2 separate regions of the Mus musculus genome follow, and region 1 is linked to region 2. A link is a contact called in public Hi-C data. All regions are on one chromosome and are shown on one strand. The core of a region is the stretch at or near the end of the contact, and the rest is flanking DNA. Distances in the headings are between cores, read along the strand shown. Region 1 holds the start of Cyb5r3 (cytochrome b5 reductase 3). Region 2 holds the start of Shisa8 (shisa family member 8).

The links. A called contact is a pair of places that touch in the nucleus more often than the background predicts.
Region 1: a contact with region 2 is called in a Hi-C map of B cells, with 7 read pairs. The contact joins the promoter of Cyb5r3 here to the promoter of Shisa8 in region 2. A contact is called at or near these places in 1 of 39 promoter capture datasets (pre-B cells), 1 of 484 Hi-C or Micro-C datasets (B cells) and 1 of 115 datasets of contacts at active chromatin or transcription factors (astrocytes).

The regions. Positions count from the first base shown.
Region 1 is chr15:83,170,838-83,174,325 of GRCm38.p6, reverse strand. Cyb5r3 (cytochrome b5 reductase 3) reads left to right here and starts at 2,143. Exons shown (of 9, transcript NM_029787.3): 1 at 2,143-2,214. The coding sequence starts at 2,194.
Region 2 is chr15:82,211,342-82,215,085 of GRCm38.p6, reverse strand. It overlaps Shisa8 (shisa family member 8), which reads left to right and starts at 2,271. Exons shown (of 4, transcript NM_001207021.1): 1 at 2,271-3,197. The coding sequence starts at 2,674.

The sequences.
Region 1 (3,488 bases), core at 894-3,393, 960 kb before region 2:
TGAGTCAGCATGGCCTGGAGGTCATATATGACCAGTCAGGGGGCCATGCTAGTGTGACGCCTGCTGTGACAGCCAGTCTTCTTTCTGTGGAAGTGTCCGTCAAAATCTCAAGAGTGAAGTCTCCTCTCTGGCTTTACGTTTGACATCTTGCCGGTCGCTTGAAGTATGAGTGCAGACAGGATCTGAAGTAGCAGGGAGGTGCCTCAGTGAGGCCTTTGACCCCTGACCGATGCTATCTTTAGGAAGAGAAGCAACTGTGAGGAGGTTCAGCCAGAGAGAAAGGAGATGGCCAGTCAGTAAGGACCCTAAGGAAGGCAACAGGGAAGGCTGGGAAGATGGCTCTGATGGTAACAGGAGCTGTGCTCTCTGCGCAAGCGTGAAGACCACAGTTCAGACCTCTGGTACACATTGCATAGGTTCCTTACTTCTAGACACAAGAGGAGCCCCCATATCCACCCTCACCCCTTTTGAAACAAAGGTCTTACTCTGTAGAACAGACTGGCTTGTGTCTGTGATCCTCCTGTCTCAGCCTCCCAAGTGCTGAGATTAAAAGCAGAATAATACTTAACTGATATTAGATCCAGCCTCATATCCCAGGGTAGTAGGTGCCCTTCCACAGCCTAGCTCCTGATTTTTTTTTTTTTTCACTTGTTTGTTTCTTTGAGACGGAGACTCATGTAGCATAGGCTGACCTCAAGTCAATCTGTAGCCAGGGTCAGATAACCTTGAACCCTTGCCTCCACTATCCAAATTCTGGAATCACAGATGTGCTGACCATTGCTCCTTATTTATTTATTTGAGACAGGGTCTCTGTGGTGGTTTGAATAAGAAATGGCCCTCATAGGCACGTGTATTTGAACGTTTAGTCCCCAATTTGTGATGGTTTGTGGGGAGGTACGGAGGTGTGTGGTCTTGCTGGATGAAGAAATGTGCCTGGGGTGGCTTTGAGAGCCTATAGCCTGGCCCCACTTCCAGCTCTCTCTCAGGTTCCCACTTAAGGTACAGTGTTATCTCTCAGCATCCTTCTCCCCGAGCCAGGTTTTCCTGCTGCTTGTGGCCGGCCATGCCTTCCAGCTATAATGGGCTCTTATCCTCCTGGAACTGTGAGACACAATAAACTCCATCTTCCCTAAAGTTGCCTTCGGTCATGGTGTTTTACCACAGCAACAGAAAAGTAACTAGCAGTCTCACCGTGTAGCCTGGAACACTCACAGATCCACCTGCCTCTTCCGGTATTGAACGCTTGGGTCATCAAGTGTTCCGGTATTGAAGAGTTTGGTTAATAGTTCTCAATTTTTAGGCAGCAAGTCTCTTCCTCACTCTGCCGCTCTCAGAGCAGTCTTCCATTCCCTATCTGGCCAGGACCAGGTTGAAGAAAACTCCGGAATGCCAGGGACATACGAGTGTTTATAGAGTATGTGATAGGCTCTGTTCTGAGGTCCGGGTACACAGAGAACTGACTGCAGACTCCTGGCTTGGGGAAGCCCCACCATCTAGTGGAATGGGTACGTGGGCGCAGAGCATCGTGAATAAACAGGCAGGATAACTGAAGCGCTACAAAGACCGTTCTGCACTAGTGGCGTCCCTTGGAGGGAGCACAGGGCCAGAGCTGGCCTAGCTAAAGAGGTGACACCTGAACTTTAATCCGGAACTGGCCTCAGTACGTTTGGAGATTTGTTCAGGAAGGAACGACTGGTTCGCAGGCTTGAAAATGGGGCAGGGCAGGGCTGTAGCCTGAACTCTGTAGCCAGCGGTGTTGGCAACACGCCCCGTGAGCGGGTAGAGCCCTGGCCAGCACAATCAGCTCCGGCAGGCTCCCAGGACCGAAGGCTCAGGATTTGAGAGCCCATCACGGGGGCGACATCTTGTTCTCTTCACCAGGACAAAACAGGCCCAGAAGCCACAAGCTACCTCCCGAAGCCACACAGAGGCGCCACAGTAGCCAGTCTCTCGCCGAGCCTCTTCCGTGCAGCGCCGTCAGCCACTCAGCGCGCACTCCCGTCTTCACAAGCGGAAGTGGGCGGGGACACTGGGAGTCTCCGCCCCCTATCCGCCCACCTCCGCGCTCCTGACTGGCTCCGCAGGGCGTCCCCGCCTCCGAGGTGTTGAGACCGAGGCGGGTTGTTGGGGGAGCGGCCGGCTGAGTAGCGGGTGTAGAACCGTGCGTGAGGCCACCGTCTCTTCTTCGCCACCATGGGGGCCCAGCTGAGCACGGTAGGCGGCATGGGTCTGGGGTCCCCAGGCTTGCACCGTGGGGATACCGTACGATCCGGGGCGCCCAGCACCGGTTCACGAGCCCCGCGCCCCACCCGGCCCCTTGCAGACCGTGACTCACGCCCTGGCTAGTGGCCGCGCCACTCTGGCCCGGCCTCAGGCCAAGGGGGAGCCCCGAGCGCGGGGTGGACATTGAGGACCCTGTTGGGTGTGCGCGAATGAGAATAGGGAATGAGTGACGTGCGCGCCCGCCTGAGTGGGCGTGACTTGTGAGTGTGAGAAAGTTGAAGTGCCTGCGCCCGTGGGGGATGTGAAAGGTGCGAGGGTTTTTGTAAATGGGAACGTGAAGTGTGAACCGTAGGTGCACTGGTGTGTGCGTGGAGGAACCGACAGCGGCGTGTGTGAGAAATGAGAGTGTGGGTGTGAAGACATGCAGGCCTGAATAGTGGACACGAGTGAGCTGGCAGGAAGAGTACTTTGGGGTGCGTGTGTGTATGGGAGAAATGTGTAGGGTGTCCCTACAGGGGTTGGGTGCATCTTCTTGCCATAAACAAGGCAGTAGTTGGCCAGGATCTTTCCAGCTGTCACCTAGAAAAGCCCTGGCCATTCTTGTTACTCACAGAGCTGCACTGTCACTAAAGAAGTGTCACTTAGACTTGGCCATCAGCCCAGGGCACTGAGGATGCTGGGACCGTCTAACGTCTATAAATCTGCTCTCTCACTGTTACTGGATCGACCAAGGCCCCTTCCACAATCCTAGAGCTCACTCTCCTCATTTCCTTTTTTTTCTTTTTTTTTTTCTTTTTTGAGACAGGGTTTCTCAATGTAGCCCTGGAATGCACTGTAGACCAGGCTGCCCTCAAACTCACAGAGATCCACTTGCCTCTGCCTCTCCAGTGCCAGATTAAAGGTGTGGGCCACCACCGTCCAGCTCCTCCCTGATTTCTTAAGAGCATCCATGTGAACTGTGACCAGTCTCAGTTACACAAACATACCCTTGAGGTGTCCAGCTCTTTGGGTATGACAAGAATAGGCCAGCGCCTGTCTTGGAGGGTGCCCTCTCTCCTCTCTGCAAGATTCAGGGCTCCTAGTGAAGACAGCCTTCTTGCCATGGCATTTGCTCTTGCGAGAGTGACCAGTCCAGTATGGACCATCTAAGGAGCATTCTGGCCCAAGGCAAAAAAAAACAAAACAAACCCCAGAGTGACAACACCCCATAATGACATTCTGACCAGTTTTCCCAGAGACTGCCCATGATCCCTTATCTTCCCCCT
Region 2 (3,744 bases), core at 1,022-3,521:
TCAGCTCCTCATCTCACACAACAGGACTTGATCCTCCTTAAGATGCAGATCCTTTCTCTCCCTCTCTCATACCCTCCCCGTTCCTAAGCTGATTCCAGGCTCCAGAGGAGGAGAGGTGGGAAGGAGAAGAAAGGGCCCTAGAACAGCTAAATTCCCCATCAAACAGGAGTTAGAAGTATCATTTCACGGTTCCATTCAGCAGGTATTGACAGGCACCTGAGCTGAGCTGGGGACAGAGGGCTCGACTGGAACCCTAGCCCTTGCCCTCCTGGTGTCCCCATCTGGATAGTGAGAGGTAATCTCTACCTCCTGGAAGGAATGGATTATGAATCTGTCCTTCAGAGAAAGGTCTTGATTTATTTCACTGGTTTTTGGGGGGTGGGTTGTCTTTGTTTTGTTTTTTGAGAGAACATCTCATGTGGTTCGAGCTGGTCTTGAACTCCTAATCCTCAAGTCTACAGGTATGCACGACCAGAACCAAATTGCCAGCTTTCCTTCCCTTCTTCTTCTTCCTTCCCTTCCCTTCCCTTCCCTTCCCTTCCCTTCCCTTCCCTTCCCTTCCCTTCCCTTCCCTTCCCTTCCCTTCCCTTCCCTTCATTCCTTTCTTTTTCTTTTTTTCTTTTTCTTTTTCTTCTTTTTTTGTTTTTTGTTTTTTTTTCCAAGACAGGGTTTCTCTGTGTAGCCCTGGCTGTCCTGGAACTCACACTGTAGACCAGGCTGGCCTCGAACTCAGAAATCTGCCTGCCTCTGCCTCCCAAGTGCTGGGATTAAAGGTGTTCTTTCTTTTCTTGAAACAGAATTTTCCAATAAAGACTGGGCTAGCCTGGAACTCACCGTGTAGACCTGTGGTTCTCAACCTAGGGGTTGGGTGTCGAATATCCTACATATCAGATATTTACACTACGATTCATGACAGTAGCAAGATTACAGTTATAAAGGAGCAATTAAACAATTTTATGGTGGGGGTCACCATGAGGAACTATGTCACAGGGTTGCAGCATCAGGAAGGTTGAGGACCTCTGATTTAGATTAATTTTGCCTCAAGGAATCCCCCTGCTTTGTCCTTAGTGTGTGAAAGGACACTATTTTGTTCTGTTTGCTTTTTGAGACAGGGTCTCAGCACATTGCCCTGGCTGGTCAAAGTTGTGAGCCCAAGTGGTCCTCCTTCTTCAACCTCTCCGCAAGCCTTCAGTACTGCTATGCCATTGCTGGCACCAAGAAGACCTTTTTGTTGTTGTTGGTTTTTTTTTTTTTTTTGTTTTTTTGTTTTTTTTTTTTTTCTCGAGACAGGGTTTCTCTGTATAGCCTTGGCTGTCCTGGAACTCACTTTGTAGACCAGGCTGGCCTCGAACTCAGAAATCCATCTGCCTCTGCCTCCCAAGTGCTGGGATTAAAGGTGAGTGCCACCACTGCCTGGCTCCAAGAAGACCTTTTGACCTTAACCATAGCAACTGAGGCAGGGAGAGGCAATGACTGGCATCAGGGTCATATTCTCCTTAGCAGCTCAGCGGGGGAGTGGTGGAATGGGGCATTGAGCCATGCCTCCTCATTCTTTCCCTAAGCTTGTGAAAGGACCTGGGAGTCCCAGGGAGTGAGAGTTGAGGACAGACAGGGGAGTACAACTGGCCTGGTCCCCAGGACCTGCTCAGCCTTCTATAGCAGAGGCCGCGGAGGGGAGCCGACCACTTGAGGGCTCTGGCCAGACTGTTTCCAGAACTGGGACATCCTAGGACCCCAGCCAAATGTCCAGGTTTTAGAATCAGGGCACATGCTCTGGGGCAGACCAGAGAGGGGTTGATCAAAGCTTGATTCTGCCATTTTTGTGTTGGGGGTCCTTATTGTGCCTTCCTCATTCATGTCAGGACCAGACACAGGAATGGAACATTGGGGCGTGTGTGTGTGTGTGTGTGTGTGTGTGTGTGTGTGTGTGTGTGTGTGTTTGTGAGTCCCTTCCCAGTGAATTCCAGGCTGCTTTGATCTCTATGCCTCTGTCCCCTTACTTAAAAAAGCAGGGAATCGCTCATCCAAGGTTGCCAAGATCCGAATCCCCAGATCTTAAGCTGAGCCCCCTCGAGGGCCCAATTCCGACAACAGTTTGAGGGAGGTCTTGGAGAGGGTCCCTGGTCGGGCGCGCTTGCTGCACTGACCTTACAGAACCCCTCCCTCCCGGCGCAGCGGCCGCGCTCCTCCCCCGGTTCTGCCTCCCTCCCGCCCTCCTCCCCTCGCTCCCTCCCGCCCGCCCGAGCCCGCGCCGAGCCCGCGCCGGAGCCGGAGCCGGAGCCAGAGCGCGGGCACCGCGGAGCGGGCGGCGGGAAGACAGAGGTGTCCGGCGACCCGCCGCCCGGCGCAGTCTCCAAAAGACCCAGGCCCCGCACGCCCTCCCGGGTCAGAGGGAGCTGGGGACTGTGCAGGCGAGCACTCGCCGCCCGCCTCCACCGTGCGCAGTCCGAGGTGAGCCCCGGAGGAAAACGCGCCCACCGGAGATCCAGCCCCGCGTACTCTACACCGAGCTCACTTGTGTCTGGAACCGCAGACGCACCAGGAGGCGTCGGCGGGGAGACTGCGCGGGCAGCTGGGCGACCGAGCGACCGGTCCCGGAGGGCTGGGGGAGCCTGGCAGAGCGGCCACGCGCCGAGCCATGCGCCGGGCGCAATAGCAGAAGGAGCGGGCTGCATGGAGCGCGCTGGGGCGCGGGGACAGCGCTGTGGCCGGCGCTCGCATGGGCTCCCGCTCGCACTCCGACTGGCGCTGCTGCTGGCAGGGTCGCCGTCGGGCCGCGCGGGGGCTCCCGAGGAGCAGGAGATCGCAGGGTCCGGTACCGTGGCACCGGCGGGAGGCGACCGCTGCCGCGGCTATTACGACGTGATGGGCCAGTGGGACCCGCCCTTCAACTGCAGCTCGGGCGTCTACAGCTTCTGCTGCGGCACGTGCGGCTACCGCTTCTGTTGCCACGACGGCCCGCGCCGCCTGGACCAGAGCCGCTGCTCCAACTACGACACACCGGCCTGGGTGCAGACTGGCCGGCCGCCCGCCCGCGCCCGTGACACCGCCGCCCCGCGCGACCCGGCCCGGGAGCGCAGCCACACTGCGGTCTACGCGGTGTGCGGTGTCGCCGCTCTACTCGTGCTGGTCGGCATCGGGGCGCGCCTGGGCCTGGAGAGAGCGCACAGCCCCCGCGCTCGGCGCACGGTGACCAGGTGAGTGCGCCCGCTTGCCTGCCCGCCCGTCCTGTCTTCACTGTCCCTAGCTGGCTCCAAATTTCACTGCAACTGCATCCTTCTGGACCCTCTAAATCTTTGGCCTCTCCGCAGTCCCTTTCTCTTTTTGTTTTGTTTTGTTCTTTTGGACCTCTCTCCCCCGTCTCTGCTTCACAGAGGGAGATAGATACCTGATAGCTCTCTCTCCCCTTGACCTTCCCTGCCTGTACTGGGCTCTGGATCCTCCTTGTGGCTCTAACCTCCTCTGCGGAAGACAAAAAGTCGCTGTCCAAGGAATGAGGCACGGACGATGGTCAGGAAAGCCACTGGACTGGGGCAGTTTTAAGGTGGTCGTGGGCTTAGCGAAGGGAGAGGATGCTTGCCGGGTTCCCTTGCTGCATCTCCCTCTCCCGCCCTCCTCCCACCTCCATCCATTTCCCCAACCCAGTGTGACTCAAACCTGACCTTCATTCCTTGGAATTTCAGAAGCATCCCCTCCCCAGTAAAACCCCGCCCCCCCGCAAAGGTTCCCCCCCCCCCCGCAAAG